Linked DNA regions of Rattus norvegicus: region 1 is linked to region 2. Evidence: chromatin contacts called from public Hi-C data. All regions are on one chromosome and are shown on one strand. Each heading gives the region's core, a stretch centred on a gene start, on an enhancer-like site or on the middle of the called end of the contact. The rest is flanking DNA. Distances are from core to core; before and after follow the strand shown. Region 1 holds the start of Rasd2 (RASD family, member 2). Region 2 has its middle 27 kb from the start of Mcm5.

Region 1 (6,258 bases), core at 1,700-4,199, 84 kb after region 2:
CTCAGTCTATAAGGAAGGGAGCTTGGTGCAGTCCATTCTATATTTATTCTAATCTAATCCCATGAAGTCTCAACTATTTTAACACCCATAGCAGAGATAAAGAAGTGAGGTTTAAAAAACAGGTATCACCAGGTGTGGTGGTGCAGCCATTAGTTCAAGCATTCAGGAGGCAGAGGCAGGCAGCTCTCTGTGAGTTCTAGGCCAGCTAGGACTTCATAGAGAGACCCTGTCTTTAAACAAACAAACAAACAACAAACAAATAAACAAACAAAAAGACTCCTTCAACTCTGCTCAAGTAAAAAAAAAAATCAGATCTTGAAGGAGAAGGGGTTAAGAGGACCAGGAGGTTCACACCATCAGAAAAACTAGAAAAAAGTCGTGTGGGAGAAACTCTTCAGAAGTCTGCTTTTTTTTTTTTGTTTGCTTTCTCTCTTTTAATGATTTTATTTATTTTGTGTATGTGAGTACACTGTAGCTGTCCTCAGACACACCAGAAAGGGCATCGGATCTCATTACAGATGGTTGTGAGCCACCATGTGGTTGCTGGGATTTGAACTCAGGACCTCTGGAAGAGCAGACGGTGCTCTAACCACTGAGCCATCTCTCCAGCCCCAGAAGTCTGCTTTAGCGGATGCATAGTGTTCCACCTTGGGAAAGTGTTGTAGTGATGGTGAGGACCCACGCACACAAAGCTTGCAATAGTGACACCCTGCTTCTATTTAGGAACAGGGAGTGATATGATTTGTCTTGTGGGCCAGGTGGAGAGACTTAGATTTTATATCTCAGGTAATGGGAGCTCTTGAAAATCCTCGAGCAAGGGTGGCATTTGCTATCACTGGGAAGCCTGTCTGCTCTTTCCTGAAGGGAAATGGAGGAGCAGTGGATCTGGGGAGAGAGGAATAATATGGAGGGAGGGGAGGCTGTGTTTGGAATGTATTGTATGAGAGAAGAATAAATAAAATTTAAAATGTAGATGTGTTAAAAAAAAGTTCTAGGGGTCATGGTTTAGGGAAAAGAGGGAGCCTCAGGGAGGTCAATGGAGGGAGGAGGCCTCAGCAAGTGGAGATACCCCAGTATAGGGAAGAATAAGAAATCAGGTCCATGTGGGTGGGGTTCCATGGCTCCATGAAATGTTCCTGGATGTGCAACACTTCTGTGCACCTGCCTGTTAGCTGAAATATATATACTTTTAAAACCAGGCTGAAGCGGGGCCAGGTGGGTCCCCAGGGCTAGCCAACAACATGTGCACTGCCAGCACAATGTGGATCTGGTCACTGGGCTGTGACCCACTCATCGTGGAGGACTTGGCTCAAAGCCTAAGGCTTGGGTTCCTGTGCCAGCTCAGAGCTGGCCACCTGCCACACTCCCAAGAGAAGGGTGGAAAGTTGGCTTGGTCGCCCGTCCTCCTGGCTGCAGCCTTCCAGCAGAAGCCACTCTACCTGCTTACTGCTGCAAAGCTCACAGGCTCTGTGCACATCAGGCCCGGTGCAAACTCTCCAGGCTAAAGCTAGTTCCTAGAAGTCAAGTCTGGTTTGGAAAAGGGCACAGGGCTAGGATCTTGCCACTTGCTTGCTACTGGTGACCTTGGGCATGTCCCTTAGCCACACTGAAGCCTGGGCTGGAGCTTTAAACACAGCCCCAAGGGGCTGACTATTGGTCTTTTCTCGGCCCCTCCCCCATCCTGTTGCTTCTTCTCTCTGACAGTATCCCTTGGGGGACATCAAGATGGTTTAAGGTTTGACGGAACAAGCCATTTCCTATGTTTTAAGCCCAAGGCCATGTTAATAGTTTTGTTAATCTACAGACTGGGCAGTATTGATGCCCATTTAGAAATAACCCAAGCATGGTCCAGAGACTTCTACAGCTTGTACAGGGAGGAACATTTGAGAGAAAGGGTTGGAACAAAGAGCTCATCCAGGCCTCCCTGGACACACATAGTTCCCAGAGAAGGCTGTCCCACAAAGGGGACATCCCCACGCCCACGCCCTGGAATTGAAGGGTACACAGCACCTACTCCTTCCTGGTCCACATAAAGAAGTCAGTAGAAAAAAAAGTCCGTTTCGGCCTCAAGAACCTCCACCCCTTCCAGGCCTCGCCCGCCCATCTCCCTGGATAAAGACAGGCTCCAGCTGCAGTTCAGAGGCCTTGCTTTGTTTTCGGGCTTGTTTTATACTAACCTTCTATTTATGGCCCGGGACACAGGCTTCCCATGTAAGGCAAAGACATTAATGAGACTGAAAAATGTGTTGGGGGTAGCGGGTCTTGGATTAAAGAAAACATTAAGAAATATGTGAACCGTGGAAGCAAGAACGCCTGGTGTCTGGCTTGGTTCAAAGAGCTCCCAAGGATAGTACGCTCTGGCTCTGTTCCGGGACAGGAGAGGCTAGGGTCCCACCGGAGGCTAGGGGAGGTCTCCTCACAGAGTGCACTCTGAGCTGCATCCACTGCCCAAGGTGATTCAGGGCCCCGCGTGGCTTCACGTGCGCCGCCCATGTGCTCCGCAGGCCAAGCATTCACAATGGAAGCGACGGCCTGTCCCGGGCTCTGGGCGAACATAGGTGGGCATCGGAGCGGGGTGGGGGTTCGCTAGCGGGTATGTTGAGAGGTCAGGAGCCGGTTCCCACGGCCTGGGCGGGAGTGCGGGCGAGTGCGTGCGCAGTGTCAGCCTCCCAGGCCCGTGCTACACGGCCTTCCGGTCACGGTGCGCGTGGCCGAAGCCTCGGGACATCCCTCCTCCTCCGCTGCCCTAGCCCCACGCGCCCGGGCACGCGTAGCCGCGGATTGCCGCGGCTCGGAGACCGGGGTGGGGCGGGGGCGGGGCCTGTCCGCGGGACCCGCCGCTGATTGGCCGCTCGTGGCGGGGGCGGGGTGCAGGCGGCAGAGCCCTGGCGCCGACGCTGGGCAGGTGGGCTCAGGACGCCGCTCGCGCTAGGGCCGGAGGTAGGCGTAGGGTGCAGCATCCGGAGCTCGAGCTTGGGCCATCCCGGGTGGACTCCACGTTCGCTGGCGGGAGAGGACGAGGGAGGAGCCCACCCTAAGAAACTTCTCCCCCCTTTGGGGAGAGGAGGCACAGTGCTGAGCGACGGCGGCTTCGGACGAAGTTGGAGCTGCTGAGCCTCGGGGCGGCGTTCAAGGCTCCTTCCCACACGCGCGCTGAGCGCAGCTAGCGGCGTCGGGCGAGGAGCAAGCGGTGGTCCTTTCCGCGAGGGTCAGCAGCCCGACTTCGGGCAGCCAGGAAGGCCGCGGCCCGGCGCGCAAGTCCCTCTACCCTGCACGCGGCCACGGCGGGAGAAGGAGGTAACGTAAGCGGCCAGGCGGGTTCGTAGGCTGGAGACACACACCGATCGTCACCCCCAAAGGTCCCCCTGAGTCTCCAGGGTTCGCTTCTACATCCCCGGAGTCGTGCCCCCTCCCCCCTCAGCGCGGAGCCCCAGGCGGGGACACCCCGAATTGAACGTTCCCAAACCTCCGTGCACCTGGCTCAACCGGAGTCCCCCGTGTCAGGGCAGGGCAAGGCCGCCGGCGGTGAGCCGGAGCCAGCCCAGCGCCCCGGCTCTGCCGAGCCCTCGGAGCCCACCCATGGGTCATCCCCTGCTCTGCGGGCCTCTTCGCCCTGTCGCGCTCAGCCCAGCTCCGGGCGCCGCGCGCAGGAGGATCTGTACGCAGTGACCCTGGAGCCCCCGCAGACGCCGGGAGACTCGGCGGCGGGAGCCGCAGGCGGTTCCCCACACCTCCAGGAGCTTCCAGGGAGCCCTCCAAGCCGTGCTCGGGGTCCGTCCCGCTGTTCCCAGGTAAGGGAGACATCCCAATGGAACGGGGGAGCTGGCTAGGTGGAGTGGGTCAGCAGAGGAACGCAGGCTCGGTGACGCTGGCATTTTATGAGAAGGGAAACTTAAACTGTACCCTCTACGTGCTGAGACGCTTTCTTTACCCACGTAGAGAAGAATTAAGCTCACTAGACAGCTCGCCTACATCTGGTGGTTGCTAGCCCCTTACATAGCATAGGAAAGTGGATTGATTGAGCTCTTGTGTGCTCCGTTTGCCCCTGGGAGCTTTCTTTTAGACCAAGAGCCAATCCACTTGAAACGGACGAAACTGAGGCTCAAAGAGGAAGAAGCAGTTACCTCCCCTAGATAAAACCTCCTTTGCAGAACCTTCCTGGATCAAGAAAGATCAGGGGTCCTTTAACCTATCCTGGAGTCCAATGAGCTTCGGAGCATTTCCTGCAAAATTTCCTTGCTACAAGGGTTTCCTGTACTCAGATGGCCAGTGTGTGGGACCTCTGAGCCTCACTCTCCTGTCCACCCACCCTGCCACCAGTCTAGGAAGGATGAGGAAGGGTATTGATTGTCCTGGACCTCCTGGGAGCCAGGCTAGGGTTAACGACCCGCTTTGGAGACTCAGATTTAGGTTCCTCCTAAGCCTCAGAGGGACAAGATGGAGTCCTCACAAGTCCTCCACTGGGCTGGGAGCAGCCTGGTGGCCCACAGCTGCTCAGAGAGACTGCCCAAAGAAAAGAGTCCTGTACTGGAAAGGCTTCTGGGTACCTGTTAGTACTGGGTTTGTTTCTACTCAGTGTTTAACGGAGAGGTGGGCTGAGGACGCAGACCAGATCACTCTGTTTCACACAGATCACACAGAGTTTCTGGGCTGGCACAGAGCTGATCAGATCACTCAGAAGCAGATGTCCCCTGCTCTCCGCCATCCTGACCTCCCCAGGATGGGAAGGGTGACTTTGTAAAGCCCCCGGGACTCCGCAGAGTACTGGGGAGGAGTCAGGACTACAGTGTGTCTGGTCTAAGAGGCTTGGGATGTGGCCGGTGGTGGTGGTGGTGGTGGTGTGGCGAACCTGGCTCTGGGGTGCACCCGAGGAAATCATTCTTACCCATCTGTACCTGCTCAATTCCCATCAAGCACTGGGGTATACACGCGGGAAGAAGGTGAATGGCCCACAGTTGCTCTGCCTGCGAGCTTGCTGGCAAGAGTGTGCAGAATCCCGGGCAGGGTGCCCACCCCAGCTGCCTGGAGGGAGAGAGGAAAAGGGACTCTTCCATGGCTCACAGGGTCATTCCCTGCCCAGTGCCAGCTGGGGCTCCACTGAGTCAGAGCGGTTAGGAGAAGACTAGTTCAAGCCGCTGGAGGGTGGCGGTGGTTTTTTATAGGTGAGAGGTCAGGTTTTACAGCTGAGGACCATGTTTGTATTCCCATTCGGGCATCTGCTGTTTGGACTCAACTTTTTTGAGAACCAGAGTCCCCATCTGTCCCTGGAGGGCTTCTCATAGGAATAAGGCAGCCCCTGTATGACAGATTCCTGGGGATGATGAGTGCTCTTTCTGGGGACAGCCCCACTCCTGTCTTTGAGGTACCTCCCAGCACCCTGCTTACATCCTCTTACATTCAATTCCTTACCTCCCTAGACCCCCAGGGTTGAATACTGGGAAAGAGGGTCTGCCCCACGCTGTCTGTCCTGCACTCTAGGGACCACCTCCCACAATACACGTGCTTTTCTGCCCGGGTCACTGTGGGCTGTGTCAGCTGCCCATAGCAGTTCTTATGGGTGGTGGAGTTTCGGAAGGCCCTGATGTTCCCCCACTGAATGCACACCCGTGAGTCTGTGCTTTGGGGTCGCACTGCTGTGCATACAGAAAGTGCTCAGTAAGTGATCCCCGACAGGAGAGAAACTGCAGACGATTCTGCAGGCCTCAGGCTCACCCAATCCTCTCCCTCCCCTGCTCCCAACCCCACTCTGGCATTTAGGTTCTGTCTTTCCCTAATGCGGGGTTAGCCTGACTGGAAACGGAGGGAGATGGGCAGGCAGCAGGGGAGGCTCTGCCCACAGGGCCTTAGGGCTTCCCTCAGTCTCCTATGGGGGTGGAGCCACAGACGCCCTGTCACCTGGCTGCCAGGTATCTGGGTGCCTCACACAGCCCCACGTGGCTGAAGCCATGTGAAAAGACTAGTTCTGTCAGCTGAGAAAGCCTCAGGTTCTCCTCCTCTGTCTCCTCCCCTCTCTGATCCTCCAGCTCTTATTTCTAACTCCACGCTGCGCCCCATCCCTCCACGAGTCCTCCTCGTTCTGTTTTCCTCTGCTTTCTCTCCTCCTTCACTCCTGTCTCTTACTCCCCCCCCCCATTCCCTGCTGCACTCTGACTCTCTTGCCTTGTTTCTCTGACTCCCTCCTTTCCGTCACTGGAGGCCTGGCTAGATGCTGGGGCACGGAGGCAGCATCTCTGGGACTGCTGGTTCATTCCTTGCCCT
Region 2 (5,592 bases), core at 1,917-4,416:
TCTGGGCAAGCATTTCATGGAGGGTCCAGGGCTTTCTGGTGCCTTCCTCTGCCAAGATGTTCTGGAACTCATGTGCCAGTGGTGTGTCAACACCTGCTTATGAGTGAGTGGTGATCTCTGCACTCATTGTGTGCTCAGCGCTACCTACACTAGACACCCACATATTCTACAGTGCCCCCTACCCCACAATTCCCGAATGGCAGGCAGCTCTCACCCTGTGTATATCAGGGCAAGACTTCGGCCTCTGTAGTGTTGCTGGCTTCTGAAGCTTGTGCAAAGGTCTGCGCAGACCTGCCTTGGCACTCAGTCATGTCCTGGAGACATGGATGGGTGGAAGCCTCTAGGCCTGGGAAGAGTAGCAGCTTATTGGAAGCTTCACCTCTGCTTCCCAGGAAGTGCCAGAGTCTGGGTGAGGCTGTTTGTCATTTATAGGGTGTGTGTGTGTGTGTGTGTGTGTGTGTGTGTGTGACCTGGAGGCAGCAGCGGTCAGGAACAGGGGGTCCTGTTGAGAGCCCAGTACTCCATGTGTGGAGAATGGACTGTTAGTTCCCATGGGGAGCAGGACTTGGAAGCTTTGCATCTCAGGGAGACTTTGATTTCCCTGAGCCTCCATCCCTAAAGAGACATCCAGAGATTTCCAATATCCTGGGTTAGAAGCTTCAAAGCAGCCTGTGAGCCTCTTACCTGACCCTAACATCTAGCCTTGCACCCCCACCCCCACCCGACTCCCCCACTTTAGTTTTCTTTTTAGTTTAATGTTTTTTCAGCAGCTTCTAACCTAAACCTGGCTGTCCTGGCACTCTCTTTGTAAATCTAGAGACCTGTCTAGAGACCTGTCTGCCTCTTACTTCCTGAGCGCTGGGATTAAAGCTGTACCCTATGCGCTTTTCAAACCTTCAAACCGGACATTTGTTCAAAGGGCTTATTTGACTCTGTCAGGGGTGTTAGGAGGAGGATGTCCATGAGGGGGCGACAGAGCACCAGGTACACCCAATTTGACCCATTCCAAGGCTCTTGTACAGTCACCCCAGGGGGCCCAGGAACTCAGCCCTGTACATGATCACAGGCTTTGCCACACACTGGGGTTACCTGACACTGCTAGTTTTCTCCACCATGGACCTAAGAACACAGGCGTGCCTGTCATAGGACAGGAGACGGAGGCACAGTGAAGTCAAAGTTCACAGCACTGAGTGAAGTGGGCATTCACACAAAGGGCATCTGAGCTCCAAGTCTGCTGACTACTTAGAGACATCTTAGCAATTTATGTTAAAATCCAACAACATAGGTGAACAGAAAACTTGGTTTATATGCATGCACACACGTAGTCATGCCTGGATGAAAATAAAATGGGCATGCCTCCCTCACTTCTTTCCAGATGTACTGAGGCCCCTAGTTTCCTTCTTGAGGTGACTTAGCTTCTCAGATCTCTTGACATGGATTTGTGGAATCTTAGTTTCCAAAGCCTGGGCACCTGGCCCCAAATGGATGTAGAGCCCAGCCCTTGGGTTCCATCAGGCACCATGACAAAGAGCTGCGTGATCATCACCTCTCCTGTCCTGGCCCTTTGATCTCTACTCGGCCTGTTAGAGTGACATCCTCTCTAGCAGCTGGAGACTGAGCCATGTCTGGTTCCCTTTTATTCCTCCGGCCTCTAGGGAGCCTGCATCTTAGGCACAGCTGATCCTGGAGGATCCACTTTTTTCCCTCAGGAGAGGAGAATTAAGTATTCAAAGAGCTATGGGTTGCGGCGGGCAGACTTTGTTCATGAGGTTGCCCTGGAAGGGAGGGTTTTTAATTGAGACGGTTGTACAGTTGGTGTGGTTTCTGTCTGGGCAGCTCCTCTCTGAGGCCTCATAACTTAAGCAGGTGGCCCTCTGTCAGGCCCCAACTGTAGTTTGGCCCTGTTCTTTCTCCATCCGAAGGGAGTGTTGGTTGTCAGGAAGGCTTCCTGGGTATCCTGTCTCTGAGCTCAGCACGGGAGCCCTGAATCGCACCTTTCCCCAGAGTCCACAGTCCCTTCATCTGGGCCTACGAAGATTGCATGCTTAGTGATCCAGCGACTAGCTCTGGCCAATGGCTGGTTCACAGCCTGTAATAATTCATGTACCATTTCTCTAGCTTTTCTTCAGCAAGCAGTCATTCCAGGTAAGTTCCTCAGAAGGACAACATGAATGGAAATCTGTCTTCACCCCTACAAGTAAGACTTAGTTTTATGTCACTGAGACAGTGAGTTCTTTGTTACTCATTAATCTCATTTATCCTGACTGATAATGATCAGAAATGGGGATTTTGACAATAGTTTTGGACTTCCTCCCTAGTCTGTTACAATAATTAACTTTATTTTTAACTTTAAAAAATATTTAGCTATTTCATGTATATAAATACACTGTCACTGTCTTCAGACACACAGGGCGTCGGATCCCATTACAGATGGTTTCAAGCCACCGTATGGTTGCTGGGAATTGAACTCAGGACCTCTGGAAGAGTAATCAGTGGTGTTAACCACTGAGCCATCTCTCTAGCCCTTTTATTAAAAACTTTTTTTTTAATGCAACTATTTATTCCTTATTGCTTGTACATCCTGGTATTCTGCCCAAGAATGGGTTTTATTTCATCTGGTACAGTGCCTTTCCAGGGAGAGAATATGCTATCTGTCCATTCATGCTTGCCTGCGCTCAACTGCTCATCAGTCTATATCATGGGGCTAATACCTATACTGTGAGAGTTTAGGATTAAATGTGTCAATGCTGGGCACAGGTCATTTTCTCTGAGGTGTGTCTCAGTATTACTGACGCTTTTAGTTCAACCAAATCATCTGTATTTGCCTGGCTGCCATGCGTGTCCTGGACACTAAAGATAGAGAACAAAACAGGAGAGAAAGATCCAGAGAGAATGTCAGCATTGCCACCAAGAACATTGTGAGTCCAAGGCAATGAAACTCCACGAATGCTCTGGGTGTGGGTTCCTGGTGGCCCTGTACTTGGAGATGCAGCCAAGGGGCAGGCAGGGAGTGGGGGTGGCAGGCTGCATTATATAATCCTGCAGCCTGGGAGCCAGGGTACTGTTTTGACAGTTCCATTCACAGCCCCCACATGGACATGCTCCTGAGCTGCAGAGCCGGCCGGGGAAGGGAGCATCATGGGAGTCTGGAAGCATCTTACCCCAGGCTCCAGTGCTAAACCTGGCAGTTCTCTAGCCTGGGCCCAGGCCATCTGCTCAGTCCCTTGCTCAAGCCCAGCCTGTCTGGCCTCTTGTGGTTGACTCAGGAAGGGTCTAGAGAGGAGAGGAATGGTTGGCAGGGCTTCCCGAGGAGATAGATAGCATGGTGGGGGTAGGCATGGGAAGTCAAACTTAGGAGGGAGGGAAAGGAGTGCTGGGGGCCGTGTCTCAGGTGATGGCCAACATTCTTGTTTGTGAGAAAGGGCCTTGTGAAGGTGCCATTCAGTGGATACTGGGGGCAAGCATGCTCTTGGCATTGTAAGATAGCTTTGTATCAGAGAAGACTTGGCCCTGTATCAGATTGCTGTCCAGGGTTGCAAATAGATCAGTAGCTTGAAATAGCAGATACTCATTGCCCTTGGTTCCTGGGAGTTGGCTGAGCATAACCAAGCTGGGACTTTTATCTCTGCTGTTATAAGACTGCAGTCTCTAGGAAAGCTGTTTTGAATGAGGTTTCCCATCTCCCTCACATGGCTGCTGACACCTAGAGCGGGCGTGCCATTTACTCAGACATGTAATCCCCAGAACCAGAAAATGAATGAAAGCCTTTGAGCTTCTTGAGTGATACCACACTGCCCTTTCGGGCCCCCATTTCACTGGGGGAGACCCCTGCATCATTTATTCTGTCTCAGTCCTACCTTTCCATGGGGTGGGCCTGCAGGGAATGGAGGATTGGCCAAACGAGGCTTCCCGTGAGCTTTCCCACCAGCACAGGCAGGCCTGGGCACATTTGGTGCAAAGGAACGGAGGGTATTTTTTTCTTTGGCCCACCCCATCCCTTTTGTCTGCCCCTTTCTCTGAAGCACTGGGCCTGCAACTGTAGCCTGCAGTGCCCCTTCTTGGCTCTGGTCTAGATTGCTGCTAAACTGCCCATAGAAGTCCCTCCTCCCAGTCACTATACTTCGCTGTGAGTAAGCCACTGTTTAGCGATTAGAATCTGGTAGTGGAGGGGCACTGTGAAAGGGATGGGGAAGAGAAGAGATATCTTGAGAGCTGGCACGAAGGTCCTGCTCCCTCTCTGCATCTCGAACATGCTGGGGTGTGCCTCTGTGCACAGCAGCGAGACTTAGTTTATGCAGTGAGATCTGGGTTGTGTGAGGGAGATGAGAAATAGTCCTCATTCAACCCAGCTGTCCTAGGAGACTGCAGCTTAATAAAAGAGACAGATTCCAGCTACGGTGTACTGAGCCAATCCCCAGGAACCACGGACAGTGAGTATTTGCCAGTTTCAAGCTACTGAGACATTTCTGTGCAGCCACAGAGACCTCAGACACTCACCACTGCCTCCTCCCCAGGAACCACGGACAGTGAGTATTTTCCAGTTTCAAGCTACTGAGACATTTCTGTGCAGCCACAGAGACCTCAGACACTCACCACTGCCTCCTCCCCAGGAACCACGGACAGTGAGTATTTGCCAGTTTCAAGCTACTGAGACATTTCTGTGCAGCCACAGAGACCTCAGACACTCACCACTGCCTCCTAAGAGTCAACTGTCCTCCCCTTCCCCTTCTGCTTCCTTCCCTGAGGCCGGAGCAGGACTTACAAGCTCAAGTTCCAGGCTGCTTGTTGGCTGAGGAGTTGACCTTGAATATCATTCTGCCATCTCTGGGTTCATATTTATGAACGGTCTACTGAAAAGCAATGTTCTCCCTGATGCCCAGCTCCTTACGGTGGGCGAAACCTTTCCCCCGTGTTGTTCTGCCTTCATCTCCTGACCACTCTGAGAGGCACCGAGGACAAGTCAAGTTGCAGATGAAGAGTCTGAGGTCCCAAGATGAGAAATGATGTGACAGGGCACTTGTGCTGGGGTCCCCGTGATAACTGCAGGGCAGCCTGAGAGACTGATCAAGGTGAAGGCAGTAAGGTCAGCCTCTGTGTGCAGGCAACATAGCCACACCCCTCACTTGAGGTGTCTGCCTGGAAAACTTCTTTACTACTTTTCCAAGATTCCTGTGCAGATAGCATCCTGGATAGCAGCTACATCATGCAGTCAAGAGTCTCACACACAGGTTAAACTCTAAATATGCTGAGATTAGCTAGGAGAGAAGTTGTGGGGTCAGAGGATTGTGTGGTCGGTGGTGGGGACAGGAATAAGCCTGGAAGTAACTTCTCAGTGCCACGGCTTTCCTGTGGCAGTCGGAGCCACTCAGCTTTGACAGTCTAGGTCTTTTGTGGGCTCAGGGCCATTGATACGGAAAGCATAGATACTTAACATTTTGCTCAGCTAGCTAGAGTAGACTTAGTTGATTAATGAATGTGACTGAAGTACCCTCTCCATAAGGTATTGAACAAAAGCACTGGAAATTTCAGGAAGCAACCGGAATAACCCCCCCTTTCATTTCCAGTGGAGAAAAGAGGTGCTTCATTCAACAT

Evidence for each region. A called contact is a pair of places that touch in the nucleus more often than the background predicts.
Region 1: a contact with region 2 is called in a Hi-C map of Schwann cells, with 4 times the contacts expected there. The contact joins the promoter of Rasd2 here to the enhancer-like site in region 2. A contact is called at or near these places in 11 of 12 Hi-C or Micro-C datasets (the A7r5 cell line, Schwann cells, frontal cortex and 6 more).

The regions. Positions count from the first base shown.
Region 1 is chr19:13,597,079-13,603,336 of GRCr8, forward strand. Rasd2 (RASD family, member 2) reads left to right here and starts at 2,950. Exons shown (of 3, transcript NM_133568.2): 1 at 2,950-3,791.
Region 2 is chr19:13,512,850-13,518,441 of GRCr8, forward strand. No RefSeq gene overlaps it. Among named protein-coding and RNA genes, the nearest start is that of Mcm5, 27 kb to the left of the region's middle. Within about 2 kb of position 3,167, at least 9 of the 93 cell types and tissues checked have an H3K27ac peak or open chromatin away from gene starts, as enhancers often do. A contact at or near this core is called in prefrontal cortex, where this site is marked.